Linked DNA regions of Zea mays: region 2 is linked to region 1. The links are chromatin contacts, called in public Hi-C maps. All regions are on one chromosome and are shown on one strand. Each heading gives the region's core, a stretch centred on a gene start, on an enhancer-like site or on the middle of the called end of the contact. The rest is flanking DNA. Distances are from core to core; before and after follow the strand shown. Region 1 holds the start of LOC100192735 (putative ubiquitin-conjugating enzyme family). Region 2 holds the start of LOC103634663 (phosphatidylinositol 4-kinase gamma 1).

What was found. A called contact is a pair of places that touch in the nucleus more often than the background predicts.
Region 2: a Hi-C map of ear shows a contact between it and region 1, with 2.8 times the contacts expected there. The contact joins the promoter of LOC103634663 here to the promoter of LOC100192735 in region 1. A contact is called at or near these places in 2 of 25 Hi-C or Micro-C datasets (ear and endosperm).

The regions. Positions count from the first base shown.
Region 1 is chr8:3,499,955-3,505,519 of Zm-B73-REFERENCE-NAM-5.0, forward strand. It overlaps LOC100192735 (putative ubiquitin-conjugating enzyme family), which reads left to right and starts at 3,536. Exons shown (of 3, transcript NM_001137934.1): 1 at 3,536-4,178; 2 at 4,282-4,341; 3 at 4,447-4,962. The coding sequence starts at 3,731. The coding sequence ends at 4,490. LOC103634662 (protein ALP1-like) reads left to right here. Exons shown (of 3, transcript XM_023300813.2): 3 at 1-787. The coding sequence ends at 200. LOC100192752 (titan9) reads right to left here. Exons shown (of 8, transcript NM_001137950.1): 8 at 5,226-5,514. The coding sequence ends at 5,488.
Region 2 is chr8:3,632,346-3,637,910 of Zm-B73-REFERENCE-NAM-5.0, forward strand. LOC103634663 (phosphatidylinositol 4-kinase gamma 1) reads left to right here and starts at 3,394. Exons shown (of 2, transcript XM_008657262.3): 1 at 3,394-4,590; 2 at 4,685-5,565. The coding sequence starts at 4,744.

The DNA of each region.
Region 1 (5,565 bases), core at 2,286-4,785:
TATTGCACAACATGATAGTAGAAGACGAAGGTCCATTGTCTTTGAACACAACCTTTGAAAATATCGGAGTGCTGGCAGACACAACTCAAGGTTCAATGGAAGAGCGCAACGACTTCGTCAATCAAAGGTACAACCAACTGAAAGACCGCAACAAATATACTCAGCTTCAGGTAGATCTGATACACCATCACTGGGCGTGACATGGATCCAGAGTTGCATAGGACGCAATCAAACAAGTTCTATCATGGCTGTTCTTATCTACTATCGAACTGTCTTTGTTTACTTTACATTGTTGTATTGTCTGTGTTAGTGTCATGTCTGTTCTTATCAAGTGTGTGTACTGTGTGTCTTAGTGTCGAAGTGTCGTAGTGTCTCATGCTGCTGTTTCAATTCAATAACAAGGAGTAGTACTGTCATGCAACCACATGTGTGTACAAATGCTAAACAAAAACTGCACCAAGCTCACAGTTCATGAAACCAAATAGTTCAACACATATAGTAAAACATTCAGGTACAAACCATGACAAATAGTTCAAAACAAATACTTGAAAACAAATAGTTCAAAGACGACCTAAAAAAATCTGGTACAAACCAGATTAGGGTCTGACGACAGCAAGCTCACAGAAACAAGTCCGAGTACGCCTCATTCATAAATGACAAACAAACATATTAAGTAAGGAACCTTCACTGGCCAGATGAAGTAGACCCAGTAACCCTTGCCAGTATCTCTTGTTGCTTGGCTTCATAGTACTGGCGGAGTAGAGGGTTACATTTGCTCAAATCCATGCTTAAGATCATTATCTCCTCTTCCTTGTCCTCCTTTAGTTTCTGCCTTTCAAGCCTTAATTTCTCTAGGTTCAACTTCTTCTTTTCTAGGAGCAATTTCTGCCTCTCATTTCTGTTCATTGAATCCAACTTCTTTTCCTCAGTTGTAACAGCTGTTTTGTACACTGACAGGCGCTCCAAAGAAAGATCTCCCATGCGTGTCATAAACTCAGAATCTGATGAAGATGTGTCAACAGATTTAGTCCTCTTTGCCTTTTCCTTAGAAGAATCTCGACCAAGTGGCCTCTTCGATGTGAAGCTTGATGGTACAGATTCTTCTGCATCCACATCGACAGTGTTAGAATTTGTGGGATTAGCGTTGGCTTGCTAATGTTGTTGACCCATGTGGTTGTCCATCCATTTTGGTTGGTCCTTAAGAATGGCCCAACAGTGTAAAAAGTGGAAAGGCTTCTTCTCAATTGCTGCAAACCTAGAAGCTGCCAGTGATGTCTGCCACATATAACAAATGGTTACAACAGGAACATACTAACAAACCTCTAAATAGTGATGTCAAAATGTTACATGAAAGATGTACCTTGTCTGCGTCACTGAGTCCACTAGGATTCTATCGGAGGACTGCCATCATGTATCCAGCAAAAGTGGAACACTGTGTTTTGATAGTATCCCATCTACTCATCAAAGATTTTGTGGACCTTTCTGGCAATGTTCCTCGTCTTGAGTTGTATGCTTCAGTAATTCTACTCCAAAATCCTTGACGTTTCTGCCCTGTGTTAATAATGGGATCGCAACTAACAGCAAGCCATGCATGGCATACCCTTGTGTCCTCTTCAGCAGTGAAGTTTGCTAGCTTAGTTCTTTGAGTTGGCTTTTTAGGAACAGCTGCTGTTCTTGAGCCCTCGGGTTGGCCATGAACTTGAAATTCAGAATGTTGTGTTCCGATAGGCTGCTCGTCAATCTGGCTAAGGAAGCTTCCATATTGAGACATCACCTGGTTCCAATCACTCCCCATTCTATGCAATAGAGGTAGATCAAACATGATATAAATGAGCATGTAGTCATCATGTAACATGGTATAAAGTAAGGCAAACATAGTCCAACAAAACACAATAATTATTGTAGTAACTGAACCGGTTTCGGTTTACATAGACCAGAACATTTAAATCCCCCAAAAGCATGATCATACCAGCCGACAAGTACACCTGAACATAGACCTGAACATGCTACAATAGTTGTACTGAAGTTAAACCTAGAACACTAGTACGGATATGTGTCGTCGGTTGAGTAGTCACGACCATCGTCGTAGCCCACAAGGTCTTCATAGTTAATTGGTGACTCTTCGTCTATCAGTAGGTCGTCTTCTGAACCATCTTGTATCAGAAGGTCCTCTACTGCTTCCTCTTGTTGTGGATGTTCTTTCACTTGACTGTTAGCCATATTTTCTACCTCCCACTGAGTTTGCACTGCTACGTCCTCAAGATCCTTGGCGAGGTCGTCAATCTCAACTAGTGCTCGGTTAAATTCGTCGACCAAAGGTGAGTTGAAAGGCTGGAAGACTGATTTGACGACATCAACGATGTCACAACTACGCTTTCGAACAACTCTGAGCAGAGTAGCCAGTGCTTTACGGAGCTTTTCGTTCTCCGAATCCATGGCTACATCAAACACAGTGTTGAATTAGTTAACACCGACTACAATTTACGTATCTTATACAAACTACTGAATCGAAGGGATTCCAAACTATGAGTACACAGTTCAAATGAACCCTTAATCAATGTACATTGCATCTATGTGAACCTGTTATAAATTTGCAGATTAGGTTACCATGGTCGCATAAAAAATTAATGTTGAGTAATTTGAATCTGGACAGAACCGAATCATCTGGGACGAACAACCCCCCAAACCCAAAATGGATCCCCCAAAACCGGTCTAAATTTAAGCATCCGGACACAACAATAAGCCATTGATGCATGAAATTGAAGCGCATTATTTAGAAAGCTCCAGATCGTAAACCCTAGACATCCCACAAACCCTAATCCATGCCCCCAAATACGAACAATAAAATACGGTAATGATTCAGTACTAAAGAAAAAGGATTTGTGTAGTTCGTACCTCGCTCTTCGCGGATCTGGCTCGGTGGACCGAATCGAAGACGAAGACAACGGCGGCGACGAGCTTCTCTTCCTTTTGCCGGCTGCCTTCGACGAAGTCGGCGGACGACGAAGCCTTTTGCCGATGGCGACTCTCCGGCGACGAACAGGGGGAAGCTGGATTGGATCTTGGGTTGCGGTGGGTCGCGCGGCCTCGGTTCGAAGGGGTGCGAGCTCTACGCCGACAGACCCGCCTCCGCACGGCCGCTTCTCGCCCTCCTGCCTCGATGCCGGCGGCGAAGCGCGCCGGATCGAGGGCTCGGCCCCGGAAGATGCAGTCGCCAGCGCGGGGTAGGAGGACGCGGAAGTTTCCTCGCGGCGGCTGGTGGACGAGCAGCGCGGATAGCGCACTCCAGGAGCCCTCCACATTTAGAGTGTCTGCCACATCCTCTATAATTTAGAGGACACTATAGAGTCCCTTGCTGGAGTCGTAGGGGACCCGACAGTCCTCTATATTTAGAGGACATGACCCTTTACACGGTGCTGTTGGAGACAGCCTAAACACGCCATCGAGTGCGGATGCGTGCACATGCTGTCCTCCGTGAAGCTGAACATTACTAGCCGTTGGAGACAGGGCGGCGGCGGCGGACTGTCACTCGTGCCACACGGCCCCCAAACGGTAACTAGAGAGCAGAAGAAACTCGCATTCCCATTCCCAGCCAATCGCCTCTCGCTTTTAAATCCTGCGCCCTACCGCCGCCTCCACTCCCACCGCTCTCAATCCTCCCGCCTCTTCCTAATCCGCCTCCTCCCGCTCAGTCGCCGCCGTGGAGGAAGGAGCAACTCGATCGCCAGTCATGACCCGGGGAGAGAACCAGGAGTCGCAGACCGGGAACGTCTCCGCCGCATCTGCGGCTGCGCCGGGACCGAAGCCGGCATCGGCGGGGGCCGGGAAGGGCGCGGAGGGCCAGTCGGTGGTGCGGCGGCTGCAGTCGGAGCTGATGGCGCTGATGATGGGCGGCGACCCGGGCGTGTCGGCGTTCCCCGAGGGGGACAACATGCTCCACTGGGTGGGCACCATCGCGGGATCCGCCGGGACGGCCTACGAGGGCACCTCCTACCGCCTCGCGCTGGCCTTCACCGCCGAGTACCCGTACAAGCCGCCCAAGGTGCGGTTCGACACCCCCTGCTTCCACCCCAACGTCGACGTGCACGGCAACATCTGCCTGGACATCCTCCAGGACAAGTGGTCCTCCGCCTACGACGTGCGCACCATCCTCCTCTCCATCCAGAGCCTGCTCGGAGGTAACGGATCGCTACTGATTGCTAGATTCCTTCGTTTGTTCGGTCGGTCCATGGATCTCGTGCGTCGCCTTCGGTTCTCACCGACGGATTATGATTTGTTCAGAGCCGAACAACGACTCGCCGCTCAACACGCAGGCGGCGGCGCTTTGGGCGAACCAGGAAGGTACGCGATTCGACATCACGCTTCGCGTCTCGTTCTGTCTGAATCTCGTTCCCTATCGTTCTGAATCTCGCTTTTTCTCGTTTCCTCTCGTTCTTCGCTGTTCAGAGTTCAGGAAGATGGTGGAGAAGCTCTACAAGGCCGCCGCGTAGAGGACAGCACACGGCGCAGATGCCGACTCAGGTTCTTCAAGCACCGATCTCACTTGGATCGATTGACGTGGATGGTTTTGTTGGGTTGGGTTCCCAGTCTGGTGCTGTAGCGGTGTAGCAGGAACGCGTGGGTAGCCTTGAGCCTGGCGATTCTGTAATTGTCCTTTGAGTTCTGAAATGTTAAGAGATTCATTTTTACATGACTTTTTGTTTTTTCATTTTTACACTCTGGATATGGACGGGACTAGTTGAATTTAGGAAGATCGTATGATCTCGAAAATGTTCAGTAACTGCATCAACACAATGTTCAAATGACCTTCGTCCTTGTTGCCGACTGGGAAGGAAAAGCCACCTCGTTTCCTCTTCTAACGGCGCAGTGTTGCTCGGATGATGTATCAAATGGACCCTATAGCCAAACTACGAATGGTGTTTTGAATTGGGATTTTTTTTATAAAGACAATCATTTTTTTCTAAATAGACAGCCGAACTATAACCGGCTAGCGGCCGCACCGAACGTTATCAATTGGCATTTTAGGTTGCATTTGGTTACAATAATGAGATAGGACAAAATAGGATAATCCTTTTTGGCTTGATTTAATAATATTATTTGATTCAATGTCTTGTCCTCGGTTATACCTCGAAATTAAAGGGAAATTAAAGGAACGAGAGAGGATGACAGGGATTCCCTGTCGTGGCTGTCCCTAAATGTCCGGCAACCAAACACACCACTGGCATGAGCATGAAAGACAGCTCTGCAATAAGATAGTGCATCAAATCATTTTTACATCAGGATGCTTCCATGTACAGTAGGCAGACTGATATAACTAGCTGAAGCGAAGAGCATGTCGTCATCCTTTTGTTATGATGCTTGATATCCGCTCAAAGAACATGCGGCACATTTTCATGCTGAATCTTATGTCTTGCCTCATCCAATCAACGGCTATCCTTTCCAGTGTGCCCAACGAGGAGAGCTTATATGACCATTCATCAGATGTTTCTAGCCAGGTGAGGATGAAACTGTAACCTGCAGTAGTTTAAACTCTATAAGGATGAATATACATCCTGAAATGAAATG
Region 2 (5,565 bases), core at 2,144-4,643, 130 kb after region 1:
GATGGCTGAAGCTATTGTAGACGAAGCCGTTACCCAACTGTTGACCGAAACTGCAGATGAAGTTTTGAAGGAAGAATAATAGATATTGTAAAAACATTGCTAGAATATTAATGTAACATTTGCTGGACTATGCTTGTAATATTTGGTGCTCATGAGTTTTTAATGTAATATATAAATGGCTTTGTAATTCATTTCTTTGCGATGCATGAAACTTTTATTGTACATACCGTTTTTTAGCCTTCGGCGAAAAAACATCTTTCCTTCTTTTTCATGCTTTGTAAACAAGAGTTTTTATGCTTCGTGAGAAATCCTTCAATCGTCGCAGAAACATTAATGCTTCGTCAGTAATAGACTTTCTTCCTTGATATCAGAGTGCTTTATAAAAATGCTCCAAGCGTCGCCATAATACGGATACTTCATCAATAAAAGACTTTCTCCTCCACTTCAGAGCTGATAAAACCGTATCTCTTCAAAACTTATTTTGTGCCTTAGCACAATTTCACTTTTTCGAAGCATTCTCCGAAGGTCAACATTATGTTCCCTTCTTGTGTCATTGATGCAATATGATGTATGATGTTATGTTATGCAAAATAATGTGATGATGTTATGCTATGCGAAAATGATACTTTGTGTCGAAGACACACACTCACATCCCCATATTGGAATACACAATCTCTTTGCCGTTTATTTTTCTGCTTCACCGCCGTTTATTTTTCGGTGTATCAGCGCTCACTTTTTGTTGTAAGTTCTGCATTCCCTTAGGAACGTCTTTTGAACTTCTTCGCCTTCTATTTCGGTGGTATTCGCGTTTACTTTTCGTGCTTCGCCTTATATTTCGGCGGTATTTGGCTCTGCATTCCCTTTGGAACGACTTTTGAGCAGAAAACTTACACTGCGCTCCCTTAGGAACGACTTTTTGTAGCTTCGGCAAACTTACGCTGCGTTCAGTAGAACGACTTTTTGTAGCTTCGAAGATACTTTTGACTTAGGAACGGCTTTTTGTGCCTCGACGACTTTTTGGACTCCGTAAGTCTGTGGAGAAGATATATTTTCACTATGGCAAAAACTAAGCTATTACAAGGAATTGAAAACGACAAGAAAACTAAGTTTTTAACAACTGTTCCTTAGTAAGAAAGAGGATGACAATGAATGTAAAAACTGATTCAGGGGTAGGATATCTCTTAGTAGATATGCTTCGACTCTAGCACTGTACTGTTGACTGTGCGAGCTTCGGACTCCTCCCTGAAGTCTCTCTGCTGATGGGTCTGCTGACTCCCTTCTAGCTGTTGGCCGCGTGAATATGCAGGTTGTAGTGGTGGCGGAGGTGGAGGCTGTGGCCAGGATGCCTGTGGCTGACTAGCCGAAGCAACAGACGCTGTAGGATGGTTACCCACATACTCTGGTATGTAGGGTGAGTGATATGAAGCAGTATGCATGACCTGCTTCGGCTGATTCTGCTGAGCTGCAGCTTCTGCTATTTCCTTCTGTTTCTGAATGGTGACATGGCACATCCTTGTAGTATGGCCCTTGTCCTCACCACAGAATAAGCAATAAATTTTTCTGGGCTGATCCCCAAATCTTCCTCCGAAGCCTCTGGCGCCTCTGCCCTTTGGAGCTGGCGGCCGAAGATGGTTTTGTTGGTGCCCCGAAGCTTGCGAGGAATATTGTGGCCTCTGTTGCTGACTTCCTCTGTCGTCATTCTGGGTAGAGTGGATTGATCTAACATGCCTTGGGTGGATTCTCCCTCCAAAGCCCCTGGTCATCTCAGAGAACCTGTAGGCCTCCTCCCTTCTTTGACGAAAGTCATTATCAGCGCGGATGTATTCATCCATCTTTTGAATCAGCTTCTCCAAAGTCTATGGAGGCTTTCTAGCAAAATACTGGGCAGTAGGTCCTGGACGAAGCCCCTTGATCATGGCCTCACTGACAATTTCATTGGGCACTATAGGCGCTTGTGCTCTCAGACGCAAGAACCTTCGAACGTATGCCTGGAGACACTCCTCGTGATCTTGTGTGCATTGAAACAGAGCCTGAGCTGTGACTGGCTTCGTCTGAAACCCTTGGAAACTGGTGATCAACATGTCCTTCAGCTTCTGCCATGATGTGATTGTTCCTGGCCGAAGAGAGGAGTACCAGGTTTGCGCAACATTATTGACTGCCATGACGAAAGATTTCGCCATGACTGCGGTATTGCTTCCATATGAAGATATGGTTGCTTCGTAGCTCATCAGAAACTGCTTCGGATCTGAGTGCCCGTCATACATGAGAGCTGGGGTGGCTTGTAAGATGGGGGCCAAGGTGTAGCCTGCAGTTCTGCTGACAGATGAGAAGCATCATCAAAAGCAAAATTTCCATGATGGAAATCCTCGTACCATTCATCCTCATTGAAGAAGCCTTCTTGATGAAGCTCCCTATGTTGAGGCCTTCGCTCTTGCTCATCTTGAGCAAGATGGCGTACTTCTTCAGTAGCTTTGTCCCTGCCTCTGAAGGTCGGCTAGTCGAGCCATCTTCTCCTTCTTCCTTTGTACTTGTTGATGAAGCATCTCCATATTCCTGATTTCTTGGTCCAACTCGTCCTCCTGGGGTGTTGGACTAGTGGCCTTCCTCTTCTGGCTTCGGGCCTCTCGAAGAGAAAAGGTCTCCTGGTTCGGGTCCAGCGGCTGCAGAGCGGCAGCCCCTGTCGCTGAAGCTTTCTTCGGTGGCATGGCGAAGGTCAATGCTTGCCAAAGGTGGTCGAAAAGAGTTCACCGGAGGTGGGCGCCAATGTTGGCGACTTGTTCTCAAATGCTATGAGTTAAGAACAAGGCAACACAGAAAATGTTAAATGTTAAAATTCTTCGTCCTTCGAAGCATTATTTCCCTTAGGATATAATGATTTTCGGACGAAGGTTATAAAGGACATACCTTCATCAGCATAACATACAATAATGAAGAAGGCATCATATGAGATATAAAAGATAACATAAACAATAATATATTATTATCAGCTCATTTCTATTTTATTATTATGGAAAAATAGAAATGATATCGAATTACAAATGTACCTTCGGCTTGAAAGAAGGTAAAAGTACAAGCGTGACGCGAAAGCAAATGGCAAGTCAGCATAAACAGTACGGGAGCACTATTCATCTATTTATAGGCACGGGACGCAGCCTATGTAAAATTACACTCATGCCCTTTACATATGCTAATGGCTCTATAGTAACCATCGAGGTTTGAATAGCCTTTTCTTTTTTAAGTTGGTTTCCTTTTCTGCTATCATGCCGAAGCTCTCCTGCACATAGCTTCGGCTCTGCGTCAACCTTCGTATTCTTTGTGCTTCTTCACACTGTGGTTCTGATCCGAGCCCGAAAGTACCTGTTCATGCATTATACTCCAGAAACACGGTTAAATCATGTTTTTGAGGACCTTCGGAAGCCGAAGGCCCCCAACAGTATTTTATTTTAAGAGCTCAACAGATCTAGAACATCTTTAAGTTGAACACCTTTAAGATTATATATATATATATATAATTTCAAAACATGAATATTCATGCTAGTATAGACTAGATTTATTATATTTAAAACCATAGAAAATCACGATTCACAATCAAATGGCTGATTGGTTTAAGCTGTGCTAACCACTTAATCGTGTAATACTCATACTAGCCACTGCCACTGTACTAGGGTGACGGCCTCACTATATGAATTATATTAGTTGGCACATGGCTCGCCATATTAGGTATAAATATAGGTGCCAGAATGCTTAGTGTCCTTGTGGGCTGCAAGTGGGCTGGCTGATGACCGCGCTTTGGGCCCATTGTCTCTCTCAGCCAGTCGTCGTCCACCTGTGCCTGAGTGAACTGGACGAAAAAGGTTTACTTCCTCACTTCCCACAAAGTTCGGCTGGCCACATCCTCATGCTCATGCTCATGCACGGTCCTTCTCAAGAGGAATGGTCCAGGGGCTCTGCATTCCCCGCATGACTCTCTTGGACGTGCGGCCATGGTAATGGCAGCAGCAGAGGGGGGAGAGAGAGGGCTGGGAGAGGCCACAATTGGCCCGGTTGCTCCGCCCGATCTATATGTACACTATGAGGGCGTCCCGGGTGCAAAAATAGACAGTCGTTGTTGCTGCTCCTCCGATCTTCTTCCCTCTTCTCCTTTCCTTCCTCCCAGCCGCGCGCGCGGAGGGAAGGAGAAGAAGAGATTAGAAGGGCGCCGGAAGGAGAAGAACACAGCTACATTGACTAGCCAATAACTAGGAAAAAAACAAAATTAGGGTCGGCTGGGCAGGCCGCGGCGCGCGGTGGGCGAGGACGGGAGCAGGCTTCCACGCGCTCTTCTCTCTGCCTTCATCTGATCGATCGGTTCAAGAACACGCCGGAATTGAAGTCTCGCATTGCACTTGCACACCGCCGAGAGCCTCGATCCATGCCTCCGCCTGCCCCTGCCATCGCCGTCGTGCCGCTGCCGCCGAGCCGCCGCCGCTTACCGGCTGCGACGGCTGCTACTGACTGATCGCTCTGGATGTAGCTATAGGTACCTCTCGCTCGATTGACATGCTGTTCATATAACCTCTAACAAGCCTCAAGAATCAAACGCAAACAAAGGTACGCGTGTCAATTTACGATCGTATCTCTGCTGCTGTGAATTATGAATTTCTAATAGATCAGTGACTCTCGGATGCATGTATGGAAAACGAAGAAGCCGCCCTGCCAGCGGCTGCCACTGGCGCCGGAGGCAGCAACCGCTCGTTAGCCAGGATGGCAATCGCGGTCGGCCATTTTCACGACCTCAAGCCCCCCGCCGTGCGGAACCGGCACTACAGCCTCCACACCGTCGCGCTGCTCGACAGCCCGCTGCTCGACAGGGATCATAGGGAGCACGGCGCCGCCGGAGGGGGCCACACCGGCCTGTCCCCGCGGCGCCGGAGCCAGTCCTCCCCGTGCTTCACGACCGTGGCGCCTGCTGCCGGCTCGGAGCACGCGGACCGGTCCGAGAACAAGATGCCGCGCGTGGAGATCGTCGCGGGCCGCCACGCCCGCGGCGTGCGCGAGCTCATCGCTGGCGCCGCGGCCGCCATCACGTCCGGGACCCGGCTTGTCCCCGCGCAGAACGGCCTCAGTGGTGCGCTGCTGCTCAACGGCAGCCGCGCTGGCGAGCACGTCGCCGTCATCAAGCCGCTGGACGACGCGGCGACGGCGAACGGTGGCGGTGGTGGGTATGCAAGCAAGACCGTGCTGCGGGAGGTGGCCGCCTTCCTCCTCGACCACGACGGCTTCGCCAGCGTGGAGCCGACCGCGCTGATCAAGATCTCGCGCCCCGCGACGGCGACGACGACCGTGGCGTCGATCCAGCGCTTCGTGGCGCACGAGTACGACGCCGGCGAGCTGGGCCCCTCGCGGTTCTCGGTGGCTTCCGTGCACCGAGTCGGCATCCTGGACGTCCGCCTCCTCAACATCGATCGGCACGCCGGCAACATCCTCGTCAAGGACCCGCCGCGGGGCTTACAGCGCGCCCACGGAAGCTCATCCACGCCGGCGCGGCTCGACCTCGTGCCGATCGACCACGGGCTCTGCCTGCCG